2 separate regions of the Macaca mulatta genome follow, and region 2 is linked to region 1. A link is a contact called in public Hi-C data. All regions are on one chromosome and are shown on one strand. Each heading gives the region's core, a stretch centred on a gene start, on an enhancer-like site or on the middle of the called end of the contact. The rest is flanking DNA. Distances are from core to core; before and after follow the strand shown.

What was found. Hi-C and Micro-C count contacts between places; a contact is called where the count stands out from the background.
Region 2: a Hi-C map of cortical neurons shows a contact between it and region 1, with 4 times the contacts expected there. The contact joins the promoter of JADE2 here to the promoter of CDKN2AIPNL in region 1. A contact is called at or near these places in 7 of 14 Hi-C or Micro-C datasets (CD4 T cells, blood, cortical neurons and 4 more).

What each region holds. Positions count from the first base shown.
Region 1 is chr6:143,328,684-143,334,916 of T2T-MMU8v2.0, forward strand. It overlaps CDKN2AIPNL (CDKN2A interacting protein N-terminal like), which reads right to left and starts at 2,478. Exons shown (of 3, transcript XM_015140930.3): 1 at 2,213-2,478; 2 at 486-585. The coding sequence starts at 2,451. It overlaps LOC144341541 (a long non-coding RNA gene), which reads left to right and starts at 2,705. Exons shown (of 2, transcript XR_013418539.1): 1 at 2,705-3,059.
Region 2 is chr6:143,437,590-143,443,822 of T2T-MMU8v2.0, forward strand. It overlaps JADE2 (jade family PHD finger 2), which reads left to right and starts at 3,569. Exons shown (of 12, transcript XM_015140936.3): 1 at 3,569-3,942. It overlaps LOC144341290, which reads right to left. Exons shown (of 5, transcript XM_078004368.1): 5 at 5,801-6,233. The coding sequence ends at 5,893.

The DNA.
Region 1 (6,233 bases), core at 1,228-3,727:
TGTAAAAAATCCATCGCCTGAGATCAGACCCCACAGGATAGAGAACAGCTATGGTATCGACATTGCTCCAGCCACATTCCTATCAGCAAATCAGAGAAGCCAAACTAGTCAGGTCAGCACTCACGGCCAGGGTAAGGATGAGTTAGTTACTCTATTACCAACAAGATTTTTTAACAAGTAGGAAACAAGTATTCTAGCCAACATTTTTTTAAACATCAAGCAAAAATCTCAAAACAATGTTCCTAATCACCCAGAAGAAGTTAAGCTTATGTGTTACCTCATCAACAACGCATAATTTATCACAATGTGTTGTCAACTACTTATGAAAAGGTTATACCAATTATGGGGAAATAATAATGAAAAGGTATAGGTCTTTGGGGTAGTAAACAAGAGCACTCAAAAACAATACTCTAATATAGTGTCATCAAAGCAGGGACTGTTAACTCTACACCATTTCATCACATACACTTGGAAATCCTATTTACCTTTTTCATTAACTCACTTCTGGTAGTAAATTGTGGCAGGTCTTCCACTTCAATCCCATCGGCCATTTCCATCACCTTGTCTAAAAGGTCTTTATTGTAACTGCACAATAAAAAGTAATAAGGTAAAAACCTCGGAAGAATTGTCATTGTGAATTAATAAGAAACTGCAGGTTGCTCAACCATAAAATCAACTCTCAGAGAACTGATCTGATACTGCAGGGCAAACCTATACATGTTCAGCACAAGGTTTTGAGATGGAGTCTTGCTGTATCCCCCAGGCTGGAGTGCAGTGGTGTGATCTTGGCTCACTGCCACCTCCACCTCCCAGGTTCAAGCAATTCTCCTGCCTCAGCCTCCTGAGTAGCTGGGATTACAGGCATGTGCCACCATGCCCGGCTAATTTTAGTATTTTTAGTAGAGACAGGGTTTCACCATGTTGGCCAGGCTGGTCTCGAACTCCTGACCTCAAGTGATCTTCCTGCCTCGGTCTCCCAAAGTGCTGGGATTACTGGCTTGAGACACTGCGCCTGGTCCTGTGAACACTTCTTGCTTGTAGATACAGAAGTGGACTTTATAAATACCAGTAGAGCAAATGTTTCAAGATTTAGAAGAACAGAGGCACTGTACATCTAACAACAGATATTCTCAGATACGGGATGAGGGCCAAAATATTTTTGTTTATTTTTTAAATACATGGAATGTCAGTCTAACAAAAACATTATTTATTTGCCCAATTCTCTGACATTCGCCTAACCATGGAAAACCAGGATTTCCCAGGAGCACCTAGAAGGCAGGGAAAAGGGACGGGTGCCTCTGGCATTGGTTCCCTACGTACTGTTCTAATAAACCCCAATATGTGAAGCAAAACCAAGTGGCTTAGGCCTGGAGGGGCCAAATGACCAGAGTCAGGCAACCATAATAGGTATAGAAACCAAGATCAAACCAAGTCACCCTATTTTCCTAACACAATTTCAGGAAAATGGAGGCTCTCTAACAGGGAGTCTCAAGATTTGCCACCTTCCTCATGGAGGGGTGAAGGGAATGCCTTATCAGGCACTTCAAAAGCGAGTCTTTGTCCTTTTGGTGCAGCAGCCAGGATGAAGTGGGCTTTGGGACCTTGACAAAAAGGCATCGGTCATTTTCATAAGAGGGAAAACAAAGAGGTAAAGCTGGTTCCTACTTAGGACCCAGTGGGCTGTGGAGTGAGGACAAAAAGGCACAGGATACAGATTACATCCTGTCATTAGTGGTTAAAATCCATCAAACCTGCCAGAAGCTGCATGGTCCTAGTTACATCACTTCCCTCCCTAAGCTTTTTCATCTGTAAAATGGGGATCTCCGTTTCTGTCTCTGCACTTTGCCATGTAGGTGACAGAGGCTAACGGACTTCGAATGCACACTGCAAAGGTGATGGTTTGAGCTAATAATGGTAGTAATACATATAACAATAGCAACTTTTGAACCCGCCATGTATTTAGCTCTTCACCCTTTAATTATTACAGTCATCATAACCACCCTTTTACCAGAAGAGAAAACTGAGGCTCAAAGATAAGGATCGTTCCAAGGGGCCTTCAGGGTGGGAATCAGTCTTCGGGCCGGGCAATGCGGATGGAGGTTGGGAGCGGGTTCAGTCTGGGGCAGAGGTTCGGGTCAGGGGTGAGCCCTGGAAGAGGGCTTGAGGGTCGGAAGAGAGGGGACAGGATCAGCCGGCCGGCAGGGGTCCGCACCTGCAGCCTAGGAAGAGATGGTTGGCCCAGACCATGGAGAGGGACAGCAGCTGGTCCAGGCGGCCACCGCCGTCGGGCGGGTCGCGGTAGTCGGGCAGGTGGCGCAAGATGAATTCCATGCGGGCCTTCCATTGCTTCTCGCTCTCTGAGTAGGAGCGGAACTGCTCCGCGAAGTCGGCCGCCTGCCGCACCCCCGAGACCAGCTCCTCCACTGCAGCTGCCGCCTCGCCACCGACCATGGTGCCCGCTGCAGCCGAAGACCGGATAGCCCGCCGCCTTCCCGTCGCGCACTGCGCCACCACCTGCCAGCCAGAGGGGCCCCGTCAGCGCACGACTGCTCCAGAAGACCAGCCTGGAGCGCCCTCGCCCGGAGCGGCGGCCTGCGGGGGCACAGAGCGGCTCCTGGCTCCTCAGACCGCCGCAGCCCGCGGCGCATGCCCTGGGTCTACCCAGGGCTGCAAGGGCCCTTCGCGGTCGACCCTGCTGGGAACCGGTGGGAAAACTGAGGTCCCTAAGCACAGAGTCGGAGCGCCCTCTTCCAGTTGGCAGCTGGATGCCAGTCAGAGCTATGCTGTATCTTTCTTGCCCTGGGAGTTTCCCAGGCACCGCCTCATCCTAAGGGATATCAGGGGGCCCGGGTCAGGGATAGATAGGTCCACTTCCAGGGGTCTCCACAGCCACGCAGGTTGGGGCCCGCCTTCCTGGAGCGAGTAATCCATCCATCCGGTGAATACTTGCCAGGCACATTGCTAGGTGCTGGAGAGGCAATGAGAGCACACTCGGAGCCCTGCTCGCCTGAACTTTACCATCGAGTGGAGGAGCAGACATTAGTGAACTAATTGCTCAAGTAAGTGGAGAATTTCAGCGTTGACAAGTACTAGTAAAGAGAAGTCCAGCGTGCTACAACCATGAATAAGCAAGGAAGGGACCCAATCTAGTCTTGGGGTCAGGGAAGTGATCCTGGAGAACTGAAGAATGAGCAATTTTCTGAGAAAAGGGGAGTCGGTCAGAGCAAGAAAGAGCATGGCCTGGTAAGAGAATTGCAAGATACGGGGTAGGAGGGGCTGGGGGGCAGGGCAGGTAGAGAATGGAGAAGATGAGGTTGCAGAGGTCAGCAAGGCCAGTAGGCCAGGCAGGGATCCTGGCTAGATCCCAAGAATGGGGAGCCACTGAAGGATTTTAACCAGAACAGTGACACCTGGGTTTACAAAAGATGCTGGAAGGAGTCAGAAAGAATGTGTCCAGAGGAAATGAGCAAGTTTGGATTTGGTTTTAAATAGAGACAGGGTTTCGCCATGTTGCCCAGGCTGAGTCTCGAACTCCTGAGCTCAAGTGATCTGTCTCAGCCTCCCAAAATGCTGGGATTACACGTGTGAGCCATCGCGACTGGCTAGTCCTGAAAGTTTCTATTTAGCTGGCATGACTCGGCTGTCTGTTCTAGGCTCAGGTAGCAGACACACTGAGAGACAAAAGAGCTTCCTTTAAAGTGGTGAATTCCCCATCCCTGGAAGCATTCAAGTACAGTAACTGGGTGTTGGGGCTCAGAAACCAATACCTCAAAATGTATTTTGACATGCTGAACTGATGAAGAAGCCTCAAGGTCTCTCTGACCTCACCCACCACCACACTCCTGTCTGTCAATTCTTTATTCCTCCCAAAGCCTAAGATGAAGTTGTTCCCTTATCTGCCTAAATTTAGTCCAGAACACCAAAGGAAACAATTACCTCTGGTTCCCTCCCTGAGTTTTCATTAACTGAACTCGTTTTGCAGGAGGAAAGACTGAAGTATGTCAACACACCAGGACAGACTTTTGTCACAAACCCTTGACTCCTCTGCAGGCCCAACAGACTTTGTCCCAGGCCATTGCATGTTCTTCAAGCCCACTGAATTACCCTAAAAATCACAGGCTGGGCGCGGTGGCTCAAGCCTGTAATCCCAGCACTTTGGGAGGCCGAGACGGGCGGATCACGCGGTCAGGAGATCGAGACCATCCTGGCTAACACGGTGAAACCCCGTCTCTACTAAAAATACAAAAAACTAGCCGGGCGAGGTGGCGGGCGCCTGTAGTCCCAGCTACTCGGGAGGCTGAGGCAGGAGAATGGCGTAAACCCGGGAGGCGGAGCTTGCAGTGAGCTGAGATCCGGCCACTGCACTCCAGCCCAGGCTACAGAGCAAGACTCTGTCTCAAACAAACAAACAAACAAACAAACAAAAAAACTAGCCGGGCGAGGTGGCGGGCGCCTGTAGTCCCAGCTACTCGGGAGGCTGAGGCAGGAGAATGGCGTAGACCCGGGAGGCGGAGCTTGCAGTGAGCTGAGATCCGGTCACTGCACTCCAGCCTGGGCAACAGAGTGAGACTCCATCTCAAAAAAAAAAAAAAAAAAAAAAAAAAGGCCGGGCGCGGTGGCTCAAGCCTGTAATCCCAGCACTTTGGGAGGCCGAGACGGGCGGATCACGAGGTCAGGAGATCGAGACCATCCTGGGTAACACAGTGAAACCCCGTCTCTACTAAAAATACAAAAACTTAGCCGGGCGAGGTGGCGGGCGCCTGTAGTCCCAGCTACTCGGGAGGCTGAGGCAGGAGAATGGCGTGAACCCGGGAGGCGGAGCTTGCAGTGAGCTGAGATCCGGCCACTGCACTCCAGCCTGGGTGACAGAGCGAGACTCCGTCTCCAAAAAAAAAAAGAACACTAAAGGATGTAAGATTTTACTCCTATTTCAACCTAACAAGTATCCATACAACAATTTCAAAGGATACTGGCAAAAGACACAGATTCTGAGACAAAGAAAAGATCTTCATTACTCACAGCACAACAAGCAGCATGAGCTTCATGTTTGCCCTGCCTCCCCTTGTCCCCCAAGTCCCACAGGCGCTATGCCAAGGGGCACAGTTAGATGAGGTATACGAAGTGGGTTTGTTTCACAGCCGAAGAACCCCAAATTGAAAGGACATCAATAATTAATAAAGAAGAACTACAAGCATATTTGCCCAACCTTTTCTCCAGAGCAATTACTTTTATCTGGACAGTAAATACACCTGCCCTTTGCTCTGGAGATAGACACTATCTCCAGGCTGTTTCGAGGACAAACATCCTTAAAAAGATATAACTTTTTTTTTTTTTTAATATCTTTAAAACATAGGCACAGGGTCTCACCGTTTTGCCCAGGTTGGTCCCAAACTTCTGACCTCAGGCAATCCTCCTGCCTCAGCCTCCCAAAGTGTTGAGATTACAGGCATGAGCCAACATGCTGGCCTTTGTTTAACTCTTAAGATGTACAAATAGGCTGGGCACAGTGGCTCACACCTGTAATCTCAGCACTTGGTGTTTTTTGGTGTTTTTTTGAGATGGAGTTTCACTCTTGTTGCCCAGGCTGGAATACAATGGCACAATCTTGGCTCACGGCAACCTCCGCCTCTCGGGTTCAACTGATTCTCCTGCCTCAATCTCCCAAGTAGCTGGGATTACAGGTGCATGCCAATACACCTGGCTAATCGGGGTTTTGCCATGTTGGCCAGGTTGGTCTCGAACTCCTGACCTCAGGTGTTCCGCCCACCTCAGTCTCCCAAAGTGCTGGGATTATAGGCATGAGCCACAGTACCCGGCCAATCTCAGCATTTTGGGAAGCCAAAGTGAGAGGATTGCTTGAGTCCAGTAGTTCAAGACCAACTTGGGCCACATAGTGGGACCCTGTCTCTACAAAAACTAAAAAAGTAGCCAGGTGTGGTGTTACACGCCTATAGTCCCAGCTACTCAGGAAGCTGAGGTGGGAGGATTGCTTGAGACTGGGAGGTTGAGGCTGTGGGGAGCCATGATTGTGCCACTGCACTTTAGCCAGGGTGACAAAGTGAGAACCTGTCTCAAAAAAAAACAAGGCGGGGTAGGGGGGAGGAATAGCATTAGGAGATATACCTAATGCAAATGACGAGTTAATGGGTGCAGCACACCAACATGGTACATGTATACATATGTAACAAACCTGCATGTTGTGCACATGTACCCTAGAACTTAAAGTATAATAA
Region 2 (6,233 bases), core at 2,319-4,818, 110 kb after region 1:
CTGCAAGCTCCGCCTCCCGGGTTTACGCCATTCTCCGGCCTCAGCCTCCCGAGTAGCTGGGACTACAGGCGCCCGCCACCTCGCCCAGCTAGTTTTTTGTATTTCTTAATAGAGACGGGGTTTCACCGTGTTAGCCAGGATGGTCTCGATCTCCTGACCTCGTGATCCGCCCATCTCGGCCTCCCAAAGTGCTGGGATTACAGGCTTGAGCCACCGCGCCCGGCCAACAACACTTTTGCTGATTCCTCCTCATCTTCCAGACCTCTTCACCCTGCAGTGCTGAAGGGCACCATCCTTGAGCCCCTTCTCTTTCTATGTTCACTTAGTTGATGATCTCAAATTTAAATACCATCCATATGCTCACTGACCACTCTCAAATGACATCTTCAGCCCAGACCTCACCCCTGAGCTGAGGCTTCATGTCTAGCTGCCTGTCAATGGCTGCACTTGAATGTCTAATAGGCATCTCAAGCTTCATATGTCCAACACTGAGCTCCTAATCCCCTAAAACCTACTCCTTCCAGTTTCCTCCATCTCAGTTAATGACAACTCCATCTTTCCATTGGTTCAAGGTAAAACACTTATCACTGTCCTTGATTTCTTTCTTTTTCTCTCACACCATCAGCAAATTCTGTCAGAGCTACCTTCAAAACATAGATGACCGCTTTCCACCACTTCAATTGCTACCGCTCTGGTCCAATCATCTCTCACCTGGTTTATTCAGGTGGTCTCCTAATTGGCCTTCCTGCTTCAGCTTTGCCTCTTTAATCTGTTCTCCATGTAACAGCCAAGAGACCTGTTAAACCCAGGGTCAGATCATGTCAGTGATGCTCAAAACTCTCCTTATCACTCCAGCAAAAGGCAACTTCCTAACAACAACCTACAAGGCCCTATATAATCTCTTTCATTTACATATTAAGCACATTCCTGCCTCAGAGGCATTGCACTTGCTGGTCTCTAGAGACCTTGGTTCTTAACCTTTTTTGTGCATGTGCCATGGACTATTTTGGCAGTCTGTGACACCTGTGGACTCCTTCCGAGTAGAGTATCTTTAAATCCATAAAATAAGTTCCACAAATTATAAAGAAAACCAATTGTATTGAAATACAACTCTCAAAATATTCAAACGTATATATGTGCTTCTCTATTAATTCATTAAATTACAAGAGCTAGCACCATGATTTTGGAGTAGTGATGAGTAAAATGATATTTTTTTCAATAAATTACTCATGAAGTGTAGTATTTTAAGATATTTGCAACAATTCTAGTGATATGAAAATATCTGTGATTTCTACCAGCAATAATGTCACAGGTGTTGGTAATATCACTGACTTGTTATCTGTATTCATAATTGACGAACATGCTACATTTTAATTAGTGAAAATAAAGTTGTAATTTTTTTCTCATCTAAGGTCAAGGATTCTCTGAATTCTATCCACAGACCCATGGAGAGGAAAGTCTGTGGTCTCCAGGTTAAGAACAGCTGGCTTCTCTTCCCCCATGTACATACACACATACTCCCACATACAGTTCACTTCTTTACCTCCTTTTCTCAAAGACTGTCTTCTCGGTGAGAACTTCCCTATTTTATTTAAAACTGCACTCCCACATTGTGTATCACCCTTTCCTACTTAAGAGTTTCTCCACAGCACTTAATCACTTTCAAGCATAATATATATTTTTATATTTTGGAGTTTAGAATAAAATCATGTCCAATTTTAATAACCTGCTCACTCTAGCAGCTAACATTTTTACCTTTCTTTTTTTTTTTTTAAGTTCTGGGATACATGTGCAGGATGTGCAGGTTTGTTACATAGGTAAGCATGTGCCGTGGTGGTTTTGCTGCACAGATCATCCCATCACCTGGGTATTAAGCCCAGCATGCATTAGCTATTTTTTCTGATGCTCTCCCTGCCCCACCCCTCATTTGTTTATTTTATTTATTTACTTATTTGTGTGTGTGTGTGTGCTGTGTCCCCAACACCAAGAATGGTGCCTGGCATACGGGAGGCTTGTTGAGAAAAACGAAGGATTACATCTCAAGAACTCTGTTTCTTCTCATTTCTTTCCTGTAAAAAGTTAATGAATGATTACATCCAAAGTAGAGATTGTGGAAAAAGGGGGAAAAAAAAAGTTAATGAATGATTTGTGAGACTTTTAATAAAGATTAAGGAGTTACAATTAGCTTTATCGTTATCATTCTGTTAAAGCTTCCAAGGTTAACCTTAAACAGCAGCACAGAGCTGTGGGAATCCAAGGGTTTTGATAGTCCTAAGCAAGAGGTATTTTCAAGGGCTCATTAGAAGGCCTGGGTCTCACCCCAAGTCAGGGAACCACCTCAGAAGCAAAGTGCCGCTCATAAAATTCTTCTTGCCAAGACAGCAGTCAGATCCCCCCATCCCCAATCAAACCAATAATAGTAATACTTTTTCTTTCTGGCAGTGTGGTAAAATAGAAACCACGTAGGTCTCAAGGTCAGCTAGACCTAGGAGCCAATTCTGCCAGCACTTACTAGCCGTATGGCTGCGGTAAGTTACTAAACCTTTCTGAACAGGTAAGAAGGGGTTTGCGGGAGGATGAGATGGAATAGCTTACAAAATCACCAGTACACGGCAGGTGCACTTTAAATGGTCACCCCTTCCTCATTCATCTCTGGAGGTCATCTCTTTAGACTGCACCACTGTAAACTGGTACCCTCACTCCCACCCCAGAATGGACACCTGGACCTTGACCATCAAGCTTCAGAGAACAATTTCACCCTTCCAAGAAAAACCCCACTTAGGTACCAGGCAAAGTGCTAATGAGCACTATGCACCCTGTGCCAGCTGCTGCTTTACACATACCACATGTATATGTACATACATACATATATGTATATGTGCACACATGGCCTCAGCAACCCTCCAACCACCCCATTCTACCCAAAAGGAAAAAGAGATTCAGGGAGATGAATTCACTTGCCCACATCACACAACTTCCAAAATGCAAAGCCAGGATTAGAACCTAAGTATTTAACCATTTTGTTGCACACTCCAAGTCTGCAACACCTGTTTCCAGGCTCTGAACTTGGCTAGGGAAAAATCCCACCAATTGACCACTGAGAGCCACAGCCAGGTCTACTTGGGAGGTAATACCCAGACCATCCCCTTGCCAGACAATTATCCTCAGACTTTGTGAATGAAGGCCAAGGAAGAGGAAATGTTGCAGTGACTCTGAGCTCATATTTCTTTCTTGTTGCAAAAACTGCTTATTTCAGCATCCATCATCTCCCTCTTTGTTGGGTAGACAATCCGCCCTGTCAAAGGATTTGTGCTGTTATTATGAGTTTGTTTATTATTAGATTTATTTCTCCTATAAGCAAATGTGTTCACAACATTCCATCGGGGAATCTTCTTAATTGTCACATAAATGTCATCTTATGTAAATTGAATATTTATCTTCCCATGGAAGGGGGTGGAGGGGTAAGGAAGAATAAACAATCTTCAGTCTTGGAGAGGGAAGGCAAGTCTGGTGTCCATTCAAAACTCACCCACATGCCTTCAAAGCCAAAGGTGAGCTGAAAAATTATTGGATAATCTTTGAGGGGCAGCCGAGCATGAGGGGGAAGAAAAAGTTGGCCACGATGCTTTGGGGATGTTGGGCCAGGCTCCCCACAACCTCCTCCCGAGGCCACACCACCCCCTCCCCAGTCAGAGGCATTCCGAGGAGGTTGAAGCCTGACCCCCGATTCCTCCCCGACCAGGAGGCCAGTCCTTCTCCTTCCTCGAGAGAAGGTGAACTCGGCGGGCGCAGCGGGTTGGGTGGGTGTGGCCCGCGGCTCCGGGAACAGACCCAAGGCCCCGCCACCGCCGGCTAGCAGCCCGAGAGCCCGCCCGCCTGGCGAGCGCAGGCTCTTCTTCCAGAAACTGCGAGGATCCGAGCGCACTGTTTGTGCACCACAAGGTCAAGTCGGGAAGTGGAGCCGGAGGAGGAGGGGCGAGGAGACGAAGGGTGGGGAGAGGGGCGCCCCGCTTCCTCGCCATGTGCCAGCCTTTGGAAGTTACCCCTCGGTTTTTAACCCTTTCGGGGTAATGGGAAGGAAGAGCAAGGAGGAAGGGGTCGCCCCGGGGCAAAATCCTACTGGGGCCAGGATGTGCAACCAGCCACCCACCCACCCATCACTGCCTTCTCCACCCCCCGGAAATGCGGGGCAGCGCTAGGCGCCAGGAGGCAGTCGGGAGGGGGGAGGGGGCGACGAGCCCAATGGGGACCCTCTCTACGGACCGCCCCTCTTTTCTTGAGGTCGCCTACAATTTCAAGTTACCCCGCCCGGAATGTTAGTTTTCCATTTGGAGTGGGTGCGGGGAGGAGGGCCGCGCCCCCTCCCCAAGACTCGCGTGCGCCCCTCCACTCCCCTCCTGCCAGCACTTTCTGCTCACTTCTGGCGCTGCAAAACGCCACGCGATTTATTCGATTCGCATTTTAAAACCAGCGATTCAGAAGCAGGGCCTAGGGCGAGGGTCTTCCAGCGCTGGAGGGCCCCGGGGGGCGGGGTGCTCAGTGCAAACCTCGTTCCCTCCGCGAGTGTCGCCTCCAGGCTGTTATTTGCAAAGAAACGTCTTTTTGACGCAGGGAGAAATGGCAAATTTTAAGTACGTCATTAATATGGCGCCAAAAGATTTTTTTAAGTATAAGCTTGCTTTTTTTTTTTTTTTTTTTTAAGGTTGCGGGGGGCGCCGCCCGGGTCTGGGGCGCGTAGGGGGCGGGGTGTGAGCAGAAAGTGTGAGTGAAAGAGTGGAGGGGCGGGGTATGTGTGTGAGTGTGTGAAGTGTGAGCAGACCTGATGGGACTTGCACGGGCGCAGCCGCCGCTCGGGCCCGGCCCTGGGGACAGGGCGGGCTGGGGGCGCCCCAGAGTCCATAGGGAGTCCGGGCCCAGGGTGCCGCCAGGCGTGGTGGTGGGGGCGGTGAGGCAGGGCACCCTCCCCCCACGGGGCCCGCAACGCTACCTGGACTCCCCGCCGGAGCCAAACAACTGGGCGGGGGGGTGGGGGGCGGCGACGGGGGTGTCGGGAACGGAGATCCGAGTGAATAAGAAAAAAGTGGCTACTCCCCCTCCCTCGCTCCTCCTGCCCGCCCCCACCCCACCCCCACCCCAACACATTTTTTTTTTTTCTAAAGAGATCACAAGGAAGTCTTGGTTTAAAAAGAAACAGAAACATACACAGGGGGTTGGTGAATGGTGCCGACCGCGGCCATCGCAGTTGGAGGCTATTTTTTGGGGGGGTGAGTAGCGTCCATGGAGTTACTTTGCGCCCACTCCTAGCGGCACCGGCTCAGGTCCGGCGGGCCGACAGTCCCCGGCGGGGGGCGTGGGGCCGGGGACGCCGCGGGCCCGGCCGCCTCCCTCGCCGCGACCCCGGATGGATGCGCGCCCCCCGCCCTCCCGCGCCGGCCCCAGGAGCTCCCGGCTTCGGGAGCATCCTTCCCGCGCCGGTCCCTGCAGCGGCGCGTAGCCGAGGGCAGCGCCAGTCAGGGGGGCACCGCGAAGCAAGGTAAGATCCAGCCCCCGGCGGATGGGCCCTGCGCATCTCCACGACGTTATTTGGTGTTTTTGCAACAGATCTGCCAGCGCTCTTCGCTCCCTCGCTCTCTCTTGCTCGCTCGCTCCCTCTCTCTCCTGCTGGCTGCCTGTTCTAGGAAGCCAGCGCGGAGGGGGGGGGGGGATGCACAGCACAGGGGAGAGAGATTGCGCATGTTGGTCAGTCGTGTTTTAAAGAGTACAGTGCGGGGAGGCTGAGAGGGGCGCATGCAACAACAACTTTTGGAAGGGTGAGCTTGGCGACCTTCTTTATTAATGACTGCGGCAAAGCGCCCCCGGGCCGGCGAGGGGGCGCGGGCGGGCGGGGGCGCGTCAGGGCTGCAACTTGCCCCGCGGGCTCCGGTCGGGCGTAGGGGCTGCGGCGGGAGATGGGTACGGTGGGGAGGTCGAGCAGCCGGGGCGGGGGCTCTGAGAACCTGGAGCTCTCTGCCCTCCTGTCTCCCCGAGTTTCATTTTGTTGATACGCAGCACGTCCGGGCGCCGAACCGGGCTGAGCCGGTGCACATGACCTCGCGCTGGGCTCACGTGCAGCCGGTCCGGTCCCAGGCACCTTCCGGGGGCCACCGCCTCCGCCCTGTCGCCCCCTCTCCGGGCCCGGTGCACGCGGGTGCTGCACGCGGGGGCAGCATGCTCGGCTCCTGGGGTTGGAGGCT